2 separate regions of the Zea mays genome follow, and region 2 is linked to region 1. A link is a contact called in public Hi-C data. All regions are on one chromosome and are shown on one strand. The core of a region is the stretch at or near the end of the contact, and the rest is flanking DNA. Distances in the headings are between cores, read along the strand shown. Region 1 holds the start of LOC103157010 (acyl-[acyl-carrier protein] desaturase). Region 2 holds the start of LOC100282792 (26S proteasome non-ATPase regulatory subunit 3).

Evidence for each region. A called contact is a pair of places that touch in the nucleus more often than the background predicts.
Region 2: a Hi-C map of ear shows a contact between it and region 1, with 2.8 times the contacts expected there. The contact joins the promoter of LOC100282792 here to the promoter of LOC103157010 in region 1. A contact is called at or near these places in 5 of 25 Hi-C or Micro-C datasets (bundle sheath, ear, leaf and 2 more).

What each region holds. Positions count from the first base shown.
Region 1 is chr4:223,802,495-223,810,353 of Zm-B73-REFERENCE-NAM-5.0, reverse strand. It overlaps LOC103157010 (acyl-[acyl-carrier protein] desaturase), which reads right to left and starts at 3,833. Exons shown (of 4, transcript NM_001291754.1): 1 at 3,695-3,833; 2 at 2,815-2,910; 3 at 2,296-2,418; 4 at 930-1,295. The coding sequence starts at 3,745. The coding sequence ends at 1,170.
Region 2 is chr4:224,050,067-224,057,925 of Zm-B73-REFERENCE-NAM-5.0, reverse strand. LOC100282792 (26S proteasome non-ATPase regulatory subunit 3) reads left to right here and starts at 4,114. Exons shown (of 8, transcript NM_001155698.3): 1 at 4,114-4,419; 2 at 4,520-4,710. The coding sequence starts at 4,329.

The sequences.
Region 1 (7,859 bases), core at 2,584-5,083:
TCTACCATTGAAATTTGACTGAGTATATATTTCTTCAACCATCATTTGTAACTCGTCATGTCTAATTTTATTGTAAACAGATGGACCGAGTATTGGCTCTGTATTTCATTGTATTGCTGGTGACTCCTTCAATACACTCCCTTGAGGGAATACTATTGGTAAGATGATAATATTTTTTTATTTCATTTCTCTGACCCACACCGACCTTCTGTAAATTACACTGGTTGAATAAACTTGTTTAGTTTGTATCCAAACTAGCCCTGCCAAATTTTAGCATTAATTTTAGTCAAGGTTTTGATTCGACGTTGCATTTGGCCAAGAATTTGCAGTAAAAATGCATAGCATATGAACCATAACCATGGATTTTTGCTAAATTTTGGCAATCATCCAAACTCATAGGGCTGCCTAAATTTTCCTGTGGCTGGTTTGGGCACACAGACCAAATATGCCATGCCACATTAATCTGCATGCTTGGATTGCTTTTGCAATAAACAACAGACTAATAAAGCCCTCTGTACTACTTCCAGACAAAAACACATAGCAATGGCAGTATAGTAAGGGGAACAATCTTTCTTCAACAATTATGACATGAGACGGGGTCCGTTGGCGGGGCTAGCATGAAGCCCGACAGCCCGCGTTGTCGGCGCCCTCGTGGAGATCGCTCAAGTACAACCCTGATCGTCTTCTTTTGGGTGATGGATGTGTGTGCTGAACTTCTGATTATTTTTTGGGGTTGCCTGACGACCCTCGGACACTGGTGTTGCGAGGCTGTGTCTTGCAAGGTCTGTTCTCTTTCTACACTATAGATAATTATCCGCAACTTGCAAGACCTTTGATTTCCATTGTCTGCTAGAGGAAATGATTTAATATAGTGTTGAAAAGGTGGGCCTTAGAAGAGGAAATGATTTAAAAAAAACGCACTCGGCTTTGCTCATCTTTTCAACACTATATATGATGCTAGAATCCCCGATGGTCTGGTTCTTCTGGGTGAGAAACAATTCATACAACAATGCACCTTACCAGTAACAGATTACACCACCGTGTGTTCAGCCGCTTAAAACATCTCGTATTATTACGACACGGGAATAGCAACAGCAGTGCGGAGAAAATCACAAGTCTTCAGACCATAGAAACCTAGAGTGGTAAGACAATGATAGAAGAGATGCGGCCTATGCCTTCACAGCAACAAGCTTGTCAATGAGGTCAGCGGCGTCTTCAACGGTGGCAATTGTCTGCGCGCTGGACTCCTCCACGCTAATGTCGAAGTGCTCCTCAAGGCCCATCACAATCTCAACCTGCAACGAATTTGCAAGGACCTTTAGCAACGTCTTTCATTCGCCTGTCAAGTTATATCCACCCTCCGGCCTGAATAAATCCATCTCTAGAGTTGTCCTAATCCTTTTTTTCTTTTTAAGTTTGACTGAATTTGATAGAAAAAACTGATATTTATGACAAGGAATTTGAATAGTCAGATACAGCACGAAACATATTTTCATGGTATTCCTTTTTGTTGTCAGAGTTTTTAGTACCTTTTGTATGAAATTGATCAAACTGTTGCAACTCTAGAAGTTGATTCATCCAGAGATGGAGTATGCATTATCTGTGGTACTACACAGAACATTATTTCAAAGTGCTTCTTTAGTCCTTATAGGGAATAAGGAATTACAGACTGACTGACAATGTCCTGGAGGCAAGTGTGGAGTACAGCGATTATATTGAAGCAACAAAGTTCCTCAGTATGAAGTAGATAGGTCAAAGTTTACTTACTGTTTGCAGTCTCTCTAATTATTCAGGCCAAAAGAAAAAAAAATAGGGCATTGTAGTTGCATTAGGCTAAGGGCCCGTTTGTTTCCCATCATTTCGAAGAATTGGAATCTAACTAATGGAGTAAGCTATTTTTTTAGAATGTGACATTCCATAACTTTCCAAAGTTTATATATAAGCCTATCTCAAATTCATAGGGTGAGAGATAAAATTGGTTCTATAAATTTACATGCTACTTTTCTAATATACAACTTATACCACACTCTTATACTTACTTCTCTATAGCATACGTGTAGCGTATAACTATATCTCTCATATGATTCAGGATAATATACTAATATATTAAATATATAAATATATTAACTTAATTAGTTTGTCTAAATTATGATTATTATAATGGAATTCAATTCCAACAAAACAAACGGGCCTAAGTATAAATTGACAAATTCACAACCATACATTTCCATTAAAAAATCATTTTACAAGTGACATATGTAGATGACATCAGCGAAAAGAAATATTGTGATTTACCGTGTCCAGCGAATCCGCACCAAGTTCAGAGAATTTCGATTCACCACAAACTTCAGTGTGGTCAGGAAGAGCAAGCTGCTTCTTCACAATTTCACAAACCTTGTCCACCGTATCCTTCTTGGCCTGTCATAATCCATATTTTGAAATTTCATTATGTTTGCAGTATAAGAGAATATATATTGAAAAAGGTGTCACTGGGAGTATGGTTATCTTGCTAGATCAAGAGCACTGCAACAACACTAGGAGCACGTATAAGTTTCCTTGACTTCCAGAACAAAGGTAAGGGAAGAAAACAGAGCCCTTCTATAAACAATAAGGAGCTTTGGTGAAACTTGACCGATAGTATATACAGATTACTAGTTCAGTTGAGATCCAGAGACACAGTTGATTTAGGAAATCAATAGCTTTGTCATAATTATGCACAGAAGCAATAACTCAGGTAAATCACTAGCATTGTTATGATACAGAAAACCCTCGCCAAATATATTTGTGCATTGTAAGGCCAAGTATAAAACTCACAGCGCAGGAAACAGATCTCATAGGCACTGGTTGCAGGCGGAGGAATGTGTTACCCTTCCTCACCGGGGAGAAGGCTAGAGAATTTGAGTTGATTGCCTGCAATTCAAGAAAGTACAGTTAAAACATGAAGAAGAATGAATATTTGACCTGTTGTGTGACCAAAATCAAGGCCATGAGATGTAGGGCTTGTTTGGTTTCCTACCTAAGGTGCCACAATTTGCCTAACCTTAGGCGCTCAAATTTAAGAACTAAGCTTAGGCATAAAAGTTAGGCATTTTGTGGCAGCTAAGGCAACAAACCAAACAGCCCTGTAGTACTGAGATTCCAACACTATCCCCTCCAATTGAAATCGCATCCGAAACAAATAATTATACTGAATATTATTTAGTGAAACGGAAAGAAGTATGCATAAATCATTATGTGCAGTATACCATGATCTAAGCCTGCAAGGCCAACGTATGGTTACATAAATAAATGAAATTCATCATGTACGTGCAAGCAGATCTGCACAAATCCCCTTTAGAAAAAGGGTCAATAAAGCCAGACACCCATAAAGGTCAGCTTTCACCATGGAACCAAAAAAGGGTTTCATCCAGCCGTAAATCCAACACATGCTCTCGCAGTGGTGAGCCACCAGTTCATTCACCACGAGTGCAAATCAAGGGACGAGAGTCCCTCTAGATCACGCGCACGCATGTGAGGCAGGAAACCTTAATATTACAGAACTCAGACCCCCCGACAACCCCCCCCCTCCCCCCCGCGTCCATGCGCGACGCGGAAGGCAGGCATATATTGATATATAGAGATGGATCTGGAAAGAGCAACGGACGGACAACGAACAGCAGGTGGCGCTCGCGGCCTCGGATCTGAGTATAATTACCTTGACAGGCATGGCGAAGGAGAGAGCGGAAGATCCGGCGATGGATGCCATGTGCGTCAGACGGGAGGAGTGAGGTGGAGGGGAAGAGGGGAGGCGGCGGGCACGAAGAGCGTGAGAGCGACGGGGAGGTGGCTGGCCGAGGCTGGGTAGGTTGGAGTTAGAGCAGTGACCTGTCCGAAGTGAGGGCCCTTTTATACACGGCGGGGTGGCAACACGGCCGTCGGCATCGGTAGTATCGACGGGCTGCGGGGTCCACGAGACCCCACCGCTGCGCAGTCAGGCAGGCGGTTGGATGGTGGGCCGTGTGCAGCATCTCGTCGATGATCGGCCGCAGGGTCCATCATGAGCAACGGAAGGGTGTACGTGTAAGGCCCATCAGAAGGCGGGCTGCGGACCATCCGCGGAGAAAGATGAGCAGTATCAATTCCCGTGAATTACATGCCATTGTTGATATAGCCCTGTCGTGTTAACAATGGTTATTTTTTTCCGAAAAGACAAACAAAACAGTGTTGTTTTGTATACTAGTCGGTTGCCTGTGTGTTTCAATGGCTCACAACAATACCCACATATACTATCCACAAAAAGATCTCAAGATTTTTTTATTAATTGTTTCCGCTCTCCGCATAATTTTTTTTATTTAACTAACTGATGTTGTTTATTCCATCCAATATGTCTTGGTACAACACGGTCAATGAATGGAGCGATTAGAAGAGAGTTTACAACGACTACTGAATGAATAGATATTATAGAATGACATAATTCCACCATACAGAGACCACATAAGAGAAAATTTGTGAGCTCAAGTTTCTAAAATAAGTCATATGAACTCAAACTTATAAAAAATATAGATCAAAATATGGAGTAGGCATCAATAAAAACTGGATGCGCTCCATACAAATTATGGTACTTCGTAGCAATTACTAACGTTTAAAACCAACAAATAACCATTACTTTTACTGTTAGTGTGATAAATCATTGCTGCTCTATCCAATTCAGCAACCTCAAACACCATAAAGTACATTGCGCCAATGTGGTCTCAGAAACAACCTAATACATGCAAGAGCCAAGAACACAAGGGACGAGCGCATTGTGGTAGTGCCCGCATGGATCTCCAAATTTTAACACATATTTTGCAGGAATCATGAGCCATCATGAGAAGAACACAAAGCATGTGCAGAAAATAAATAAATTATTAACACGCCCAAAATATGTTTAGTCCATAGCACAATAAAAAAACTAACACCCAAAACAACAGAGGAACAACATAATAATTTTTGCAATGACAAAAGAATGGATGACATGTACATAGAAGTGGTAGAAGCATACCGAGTCGACACCATGGTAAGGAAAAGGCCATATAGACATGCGATGTCGAGTTATCGAACAGGTACCATAGGCAGCAAATCAGGAACCCCGATCCCTCGCCTCCCCCACTTCCAAGGTTTCGTAGAGCAGGAAGGGAAGGGAAGAGGCAGGCATACCTGTTCATTGCCGGAGAAGTACATGACAAAGACCTGGGCATCTGGAGGCGACATAGGTAGTATACTGCTAGATACATATATGGAGAGAGCACGCAAGCAGAGAAAGAAGTCCAGCCGAAGTAGCTCCAAATCGAGAGGCAACCGCACCAGGCGCCAGTCTGAGAGGGCGAGAGAATGTGAATGCCTTCCCAGCCCTAGACCCATCGAGGCGACACAACACCACCACCAACTCCGTAGCATATGCCGACTGCTGCCGCGCTAAGGGCCTTGGTTGTCCAATATCTCGGCAGAGGGTGTGGGAGCAGACGCCTCCTCCCCGTATTCGTCCGACACCAGCCCCGAAATCGGCTCGCATAATGGCTATTGCACGTCCACGAGTATGTTTCACAGCATGCGCGCACCATCGTTTTCGCCATCGTCGGACGTCCTGTTCATCATCCCAGCCTGTTCTTCCTCCCTAACTCGCTGCCCTCGCCCACGGTCACAACCGCGAGCCGACCGACACTCGTCGACGCAGGTACGGGGCGAGTCGGTCTTGCTCCTACCCTTTCTTCGTGCGTGCCGCCGAGGAGGACACAGTAACTCACGTTTGGTTGCTTGGGACCACGAAGCAAAAACTCGAGCTCGTGTGACTGAGCTTAGTGCGGCCCTCGATAGTCTGCAAGTATACTGCAATACTTTACATGAGGAAGTACATGTACTGTATGCTCGACTACACCCAAACGTGCCTTCCGACGCTGCTATGGGAGCCGGACCGTCAGGAATAGCAAACGAAGGACTTGATGAGGAGTTGGACCTTTTTAAGCCCCCTCCTTCCATGAACCTTGCTGATGAACGGTCTCCTGCAGCAGGAAATGAAGAAACCAAGGATGACGAAGACTAGAATAGTATAGTTTAGATGTTATACTTATGTAAAATAAGTACTAAAGTTAAGTTGTACGCTGGAGTCTGTATAATTCAGGGAAAACTTTATCGGCGATATGATGTCCGATAAAACCGATTTTCCTGTTTATCGGTGACCTCCGATATTTTTTTCTATCAGCCGAAATTTTCAATTTTTTTGAATTTACACTATAAAAATGTTCAAATTAGAAGTCAGATGGTCTATATGGCTTCTCACTTTCTTCCAGAACACTAAAACCCTAAATTTACTTGATTAGATGGTCTGTGTTGTTTTCATTTGTTAAATGTCTAAATAAAATCTACATGACATTCAAACAAAATAAGTCATTTTCTTCAAATTTGTACCGAAAAAATTTGTCTATCGCCGATAAAATTCCGATAAATCCGATAATCCTGTTTATCGCCAACCTCCGATATTTTTTCCTATCGATAAAATGAACCCTGGTATAATTACATTTTGGTAATGTAATATGATGGTATGTACTGGCATGTCATATTTTTCCTAAATGTCTCTTTGCCTCAGATGCCATCACGGACTCGCGCTCACGACGGGCGGGGACTTCTCGTGGTCGGGAAGATACACCCAACCCACCGCCTGTACCACCGACACTGGCCGAGGCTATCGCTGCCTTGGTCAATGCTACGGCAGATAATACCCGCTTCTTGCGCGAGATGGCGGGTAATCAATTCCAGCAGCATGGCGGGAGAGTTCCTCCACAAGGACCGCGTGAAACCTCGTATTTGGAATTCTCTGAGACACGTCCTTCGCTCTTTGTTAAATCCGAAGACCCTCTTGAAGCTGATGAGTGGATAAGGGTAATGGAGCAAAAGTTTGGATTAGTTCGTTGCACAGAAACACAGAAGCCGTTATTTGCTGCCCAACAACTGAGAGGCCCTGCCAGTACGTGGTGGGGGAATTTTGTAGCAGTTCAATCGGCTGGACATTAGGTCACTTGGGAAGAATTTAAGCTGGCATTCCGTGAACACTACATTCCAGAGGGAGTGCTTCACATGAAACAAGAGGAGTTCATTCGACTAAAGCAAGGGGGAGATACTGTAATGCAGTATCTCAACAAGTTTAACCATCTTTCCCAATATGCTATTGACCAAGTGAATACTGATCTAAAGAAAAAGAATTGCTTCATGACGGGACTCAACGACAGGCTCCAAGGGAAAAAGGCTACCTGCCTGGATCTTACTTATAGCAGAGCTGTCAGCACGACGCTGGCAGTAGAAGCCAAGAATACAGGCCATGGAAAATCAAAGGGATTTGGAGGTGACAGGTCTAATCAGGGACCTGAGAAGCGAACCAGGTTGGTAATCCGACCTTTTAATCAGAATCGTTCTTCGCCTCGTCCACCCTCCTATCCATTCAAACAGCCTGTTTTCATTCGTCCTACCACTGCCCCCACTTCTACAAATCAGTCGAGTGCCCCTGGTACTCGTTTCCCCGCTCTTCCTAGTTCTTCCACTGGATGCTTTAACTGTGGAAAGTCCAGACACTTTATAAAGGATTGTCCATACCCAAAGCAGAATAAATTCAACAATAAGCAGAACTCTGGGAGCTCCAATCAAGGAAAGGGGAACATGGCTAGTACTTCATCGGGCAAAAATATCAAGAAGACGGGACGAATCTATTATACTCAAGTGGCCACTACACCGGAGGGCAAGCCGGTAATGATGGGTACGTTCCTTGTGGCCAATTACCCAGCAGTCATTCGCTTTGATTCCGGTGCTTCACATACTTCTATAAGCAAGAATTTTGTGGAAAAGCATTGCAT
Region 2 (7,859 bases), core at 2,865-5,364, 250 kb before region 1:
GTGTGATCATGATCATATTCAGTGGGATTAACAACAAGAGAACCATCATCAAGAGCGAAGCTGATAGTACCTTGAGCAACCTTTGATTTTGCATTGGGCAACTTGTTCTGGTAGGCGGTGCACTTATCCAGATGTCGATTCAGCTGTGATGTTGGACCCCCACGTTGATACACATACAGTTTGTAACAAAACTTGCACTTGGCCTTCGTCACCATTTCCCCAAACTTCTTTGATTGAACTTCGACCACCTTAAAATACTTCCAGCAATCGGCTCGCTTCGCCCTATTGACCTTACACTTTGAAGGAGATAATGGAACATCACCCTTTGCCCTTTTGACTCCTCTCTTTGCATTATGAACTTGTGCCACCTGAACCTCATCTTCACCTTGGCTCCCACCATCCTCTGAAGATAGGCTTAGAGAGAAATCATCCTCCATGTCAAGGCTATTATCCTCCTCCTTGTCTTCCTCCTCTCTAGAATTAGTTGTTGGTTCCTGCATTTCAATCCAACATTACAATCTAGCATACACCAAAGAATGTGAAGACAACAAAAGCTTAGCATTTGAAGTTTTGGATACTCACCACAGATATAGAAACATTAGACCGATTGCCGGACGCCGATGATGTTGTCGCTGCAGGCATCTTCTGCATCGAAATGGGTGGCTTCTTTGTGAGTTGCTTGGTTCGAGTTCGAGATCGAGACCCCAAACTTGCTGGCAATGGAGTGTTCTCCTCCTCCATAGGGGCATAGGGTTGGATGCCTGGATATCGACGCTGTGCCTGACGTAGACGCTGAGACGCAGTGAGCCAGTGACGCTGGAGTGGACTGTTGGAGCCTCGAGCGGTGGCCGTTTGGGCGCGCGACCGCGAAGATGCCGGTGCCCGGTTGGTCGCTGCCCGCTGGCGCTGCGCCGCGGCGCTGCCTGGACTGCTGCCCCGCCTGGCCAGTGGTCGGTGGAGACGAGTGGAGCGTCGAGCCGCCGTCTGCCGAGTCGCTGTCGGCCGTCGCCGACGCCGAGACACCGACTAGGCCACTAGGGTTTGCGCGCGGCTGAGGCCTCAGCAGGAGCGGCTGACGTGGAGTCTGGTGTCTGGAGTGAATGAGTGGACCGTGGACGTCGTTGGCCGAGCCTTGAGCGGTGGCCCGTGGCCGTTTGCCCGTGTGCGGTGTGCCTGTTGAGCGGTGAGCGTTGGGCCTAGCCGCTTGGGCTTACGGCTGATGGGCCAAAGAAGCGATTAAGTGAAACTGTGAAAGGCCGGCCCGAAACGATATGCTGCAATGTGGCAGCTCGATTAGCTCGCGAGCTGGCTCGAGATCAACTCGAGCTGGCTCATTAAGAAACCGAGCTGGGACGCTGGCTCAGCTCGTGTAAAAATTTAAATCCGATCCGAGTCGAGTGAGCCAACGAGCCACGAGTTTTTCGTCCAGCCCTAGACACAGAGATATAACTAGAGAAAGAAGATCGTTCTTACATGGAGGGCCCACGTGGCATTGAGTGAGAGGAGATAAAAGGAAAGCGTACGGGATGGCCACGTGCGTGTTTTTTTTTTCTTTTTACTATTTGTTTTCCTTGTCTTTTACTTAAAATAAGTATGTATATATATATTAATATTAAAAAATAGATAAATCCAAATATATTATATACAAAAGAATATACATGCTTTTAGAAAAATATTATTTAGCAACTCATTTCATTTTAGGAAAAGACTTCACTCCAACAAATAAATCTAACTAATGATATAAATAAATATATATTTTCAGAAACAAAAAATCTCACAAATTCGTACCTTCCAAAATTAATATTGTAATCATCCATCATTAATTTATAAAATGAGATTTTTATCACAAAATAAAAAATGGATTTGCAAATAAAATCAAATAAAATTTATGGTTCGGCATAAATGCATCAACCACTTGGTAAAATTCTATCTATTCAAGAAATTGTTTTTTTAATTATATCACCATTCATTATTTGAAAACATAAATATTTTCCTTTCTATTGGAAACCAATAACTTAGACTAAATTGCTTTTAGGTGATGGATTTTGGGTGTTACAGGTGGTTGGCACCAGACTGTCTGGGGCTACACAGTCCAGCACCTTTTCTCTGTTTCTTCCTTTGTCTTCTTTTTCTCCTTTTGGACTTGACTTAGCTGAATCCCTGGCACTTAGACAAACATAATTAGCACACAAAACAATTGACTAAGTGTCTCGAGCATACCTTTTTGCTTGATCCATATAGATTTTCATTATGTCCTCTTCGGAGCTCAATTTGCTTCATACACTTTTGCTCATATATCATGTTAGTTAAACATAATGTGTTGTGTATCTAATCACCAAAACAATATAGAAATGGCTCAAGGGCATATTTCCCTTTCATTTATAGAGTAGAGAATTTAATTTGATTATATCAAATCAATATAAATTGGGCAAAAATATTTGAATTATAAAAGACATATACTTTAGAGTTTAGTTTGTCATTTTATAATAGGCTATGTATTGAGTTTTTATTATATTTTTAACAAGTCAATGGACTAATTTAGATCAGGAGAAGTTTGGAGAGTGGGTACAAAGGAATGGGGACAGTGAATGGCTCCTCATCTCCATCCTCTTGAAATGGGACTATTTTTTCTGGTTTCGATCCCCACAAGGACTAAATTATCTTCATGCCCATTTTGTAATAGGGGAATTTCGACGGAGAATCAAGGTTCGGTCTCCATTGCGATCTCTACGGAGTAGTGAGGATGGTGATAAGAGACCATCATAGGCACACATGAGGACGACATGTTGAAGTAGCTAACTTCTGCTGGCCAAGAGAGAAGTTGATGGAAATTAGTATTTTTTTGTCAGCTATAAGCATGCATAGAGCCAAAAAGATCACTAATTTTAGTTGGCACCTTGTTCTAGCCTACGGAAGTTAGTAATTTTCCGCTGGCTAGGCCACATGGAACAAAAAATTGGTCCATTTTTTTTGGGTTGGCTTAAAAGCCCACACATATTTAGTTGGCCTATAAGAAATTCTTGTGCATGTCATGCCCGCTGCACCACCATGTTGCGTGCTCCACTCACTCTATTGCACTACAATTGTTGTCGAGGGAGGTGATTGGGGTTGGAGGTGATTGGGGTTGGGAGTGTGGGAAACTAAGCGCAGAGCGATTGTGACAATGTGAACATGAGCTCCTACTCGACAAGGGAGCAAAAGGGGTACCATGGTGGTGTTGAATGCGATTATCATGAGGTGAAGGTTGGTGTCACGATAAATGATGCTCGAATGCGATTATCATGAGGTGAGGGTCGATGTCACGATAGAGAATGCTCGGCTGGGACGTGTGGAAGCACAATAAGATTGGTGCGTCAAAGCAAGTCCTAGGAAGTTATGTTTGCACACCCAACGTAGTGTGTGGGAATGGTACAATAATATAATTTTAGTGCATTGAGAGTGTATTTTTAAACTATCAAGATTGGGAAGCTACATACGTAATTCAAAACCTATACGAGAACTTTAGATAAGTATAGGGAGCTAAATATGTAATTTGAAAGTACCAAGACCTAGATAAAAACTTAAAATAAGTTCATATAGCTCATTGTATAATTTAAAATTATCAAAACTTGGATGAGAACTCGATACCAATTCGAGAACTGCCAATAAAATTTACTCTATATTAAATAACTGCAATATCCAAAAGGATGTAGATATTGCAGCATAGAAATTGGAATTGGAATAAGCTTTCTAGAATTCTATTGTTTGATTGCATATAGAATTAAGATTTGGAATCTGAGACCTAATTCTATAGAATTGGACTATAACTAGAAACTCCTCTCAATAAAAAGTATCACTCCTCTGTATTGTGTGGAATTAGATCACATAATTCTAAACTCTAATTTAATAACATCCAAACAATAGAAATAAAATTACATCTTATTTTAAGCCAGGGTTGATTTGGTGTTAAACTTAATTCAATTTCATGTTTTCTCGATATCTAAACGGAACACAAGAAAAGATAAGTATGATTATTTGGAGGAGATAAAAAGCCCACGGACTACGGGCTAAAACGCTTCGGGCCTGTCCATTTAGCCATCCTAATATTTTCCATGCCCAACAACGACGAATATCAGGCAGCCCAGAAATGTCTGCTGCAGGGCTGCTGGGTTTCTGATGCCAAGTGGAGCGGGACACGAGGACACCACAAAGCGGTGAAGGAGAACCAAGGTAATCGAACCCGGAAGCGACCTTCTTGAGCCCGAAGCAAAAGGCACTGCTCATCGATCCGCCACCACGCCACAAAATCCTCTCCTACTCCGGCAGTTCTGCTCGCCGCCGCCTCCACGATGACGGAAGACGTGCAGATGAACGACTCGGAGCCCCAGCCTGCGGCCTCAGCTCCCGCCGTCGGGGCGCCGGCGCTCTCCACACTACACCGTATGCTCCCTCAATCCATTCTTCCCCTCCCCAAAACCCTAGAGTTCTTATGTAACATCTCCACGAAGATTCGGTGTGGCTGAAGCGGCGCTTATGTCAGATCTGAAGGAGATCGCGTCCGTGATCGAGGCCGGTTCTCTGTCCAAGGAGGTCCGCCGGATCTCCCGCGCCTTCCGCCTCACCGTCGCGCTCCGTCGCCGCCTCGCCGCGCGGGACGTCTCCGCCTTCCTCGCCTTCGCGCTACCCGCGTCCTCCGAAGCCTACGGACGCCTCACTGCCCTGGTGCCCAAGGTAAAATTCACTTTCCCGCCTCTGCTGCTAGCTATTGCCACTAGGAGACTGGTTTAGAGAAGCTAGGCTTTGGTACTCGCCAGATTTGTTATGTCTGGACCTCGCTGTATCCTAGATCGAACATACTTGTACAGTGCCTTGTATATTAATCTCACTATTATGGATATTGATTTGCTACTGCACAATTTCATTTTTCCATGTCCATTATAGTTGACATACATGTTTGTCCCCTGCTGTTAGTCTGTTACTTCTCATCTGAAATAAGCTAGTCATTCACTCATGCTTCACTTCTAGCATCCTTATTTGTGCATTTGTTATGTAGCCTAAACTTTTAAGACAAGAAGTCTTACCATCATGTGTATATTCCGTTGTCACAATTGGACAACTTGCATTATTCCTATGGATTATGTATGATTTGCACATGTGCGGTTGGATTTTCTTTTTTTAAACAAACGCAAGAGTGCTGCGTGTCATTTCATTAAGGAGAAAAGTAAGATAGGAGAGACAAGACTTGTCAACCCACGTTACAAGGCCCATGAGGCCAAATACCCAGACTAGGGAATGGCGTTCCAAACATACAAAGGAACAAAACTACAAAAAACTACCGCCGAAATACCTGCTAGTTTCCTATGGGGAACTGGCACAGGAGGAGGTCCTGTAGAGCTGATGCTCAAGCCAAGCACCACCCTCAACCGCATCTAACATTACACGTTGGACACAGGGTGTAGCACCCTCAAAAACACAAGAATTTCGGTGCTTCCAGATCTCCCAAGCTACCAAAATGATTAGGGAGTTAAGTCCTTTCCTTAATCTCTTCTCAACACTTTTGATACTTTGACCCCAGCAGTTCGAAAACCGTTTGCATCCTGGCTGAGGGGCAATGGCGAGCAGGCCTAGCTTATTGAGGATCATCGACTAGACTTGCCGGGCAAAAATACATGAGACAAGAGTATGTTGAATGTTGAATGCTCTCCTCAGACTGGTCACAAAGAGGGCATGCAGCTGGATGGGGCAGTCCTCTTTTGGCCAATCTATCAACTGTCCATACCCTGTTTTTGATTGCCAACCATACAAAGGATTTGCATCTTAAGGGAGCCCAGGTCTTCCAGACACACCGCCAGGGAGCAAAAATGATATATCCAGTAAAGAATGCATCATATGCCGACTTGCTGGAATAAATACCTTGGCCGGAGAGGCGCCAGATGTGTTGATCGGCGGTGTCAGGCTGAAGTTCCACCCCATCGACCATATTCCAAAGATGCAGATATTCCACTAGCACCTGCACAGACAGAGCTCCTCTTATATCTGAAACCCATTTGCGGTCTGTGAGTCCTTGTGCTACTGTTCTCTGTTTTAAAGCCCTTTTCGATATCAATTTGATCAAAGTTGGTCAGCATTCAGCAACAGTGTTACCTAGAAGCCAACAGTTGGTTCAGACCTTTACAGTTTCACCATTGCCTACCACGGATACAACAGCCACATCAAAAAGGGCCTTTGCATTGCGGTTAACTTGGGCATGGAGTCTAGACCATGGTCTCGAGGAATTGATTTTTTGCAGCCATAGCTATCGGATACGTAAGTCCCAGCCAAATAACTCCTGGTTGAGAATACCAAGACCACCATACCGTAAAGACCGCTAGACAGTTTCCCAAGATACAAGGCAGTTACCTCCTTTTGCATTACCTTGCCCTTTCCATTAGAAACCTCTTCTTCTCTTATCAATCGCCTTGAAGGGCCATTTAGGGAGTTCCAGCGCAAGCATGAGATAGTCAGGGACAAAAGATAGTACTGCTTTAACCAAAACAAGATGATCAGCCTGGCTCAAGAGATTGCTTTCCATCCAGGAAGCTCGTCAGCAACTTTATCAATCAGGGGCAGTAGGTCAGTGTTAGAGACCTTCCGGATTGATAGAGGGATTCCCAAGTAAGTGCAAGGAAAATTTTTTATTTCACAAGGCAGCAGATCAGCGATGATGGCCAGCTCATCCTCCCCATTGTATTCGGGTAACTGAACTCTTGGAAATATTGGTTTGTAGACCTGCAGCATGACCAAAAATGTCCAAAATGCTGACAAATGCTGAGATATCTTGGTTGGAAGGCCGTAGAACAGAACAACATCATCAGCATAGAAGGAGATACGATGCTTGGCCTGTTGAGTGGCAACCGGCTGCAGGATGTGCTCTCGGCCTAGCCCATAGTGCTTTTTTCATGCTTTAGTTTTTCTCCTGAATATGGTAATTGTTTGGCACTGCTAGTTTCTTAGATCTTCCGTTACTATGCAGTAAGTAGATCCTACAATCATTTGTATTTTCAACCTCTTGTGCTTCAAGGCTTCAACTTTCAAAAGCACTACCTTCTCAGTTACATGTGTTCATAATTTTGTCCATTGTCTTTATATACCTAGATTCCACTTAGCTGAGGACGAATTAAAAAGTCATTATTACAGTTGAATCTTCAGAGCTTGCTTTTCCTTATCTGTGCAACTAGTTAACTACACCTACAACTTTGAAAATGGTACAATGGATTTTCACATCTGGTAGACTCTTAGTTGGTCTGTGATTCTTTCAACTTTCAAAAGCACTACCATCTCAGTAACATGTGTTCATAATTTAGTTATATTCTCAAAAAGGATAGCCAGAGGGTTGACTCTGACCCCGCTTGAATCTCGAACCACAACAGATGTCATGTGGGGGCGCACGTATAAGCGCTGCCGTGACGTGCGCCGCGCCACAGAGCGTGCTGCGCGCGCACAGGAGGAAACCACCGCGAGTGGCTAAAGAGTGTTGGAACCGGACCGCCGACACATGGCATGTCCGTCGAGGCCGCCCGCACACACGGCGCGCCCACCCAGGCTGTCGGGCCGCGACACACACGCCCGCACGTATAGCAGCGGGCTTTAGGTCTCTTGGGCCAACACTCCCCCCAAAAAGGTAGCCTATCAGGGGGTTGCACCCTCAACCATATAAACCATGCTTTCTTACCCTCACCACACAATGTGGGACTATTCTCAACAATCTCCCCCTCACACATTGTGTGCCGAGATTTGTCTGAGAATGCACTGGGCCAACCTGGCTTTGATACCAATTGTTGGAACCGGACCGCCGACACATGGCGTGTCCGTCGGGGCCGCCCGCACACACGGCGCGTCCA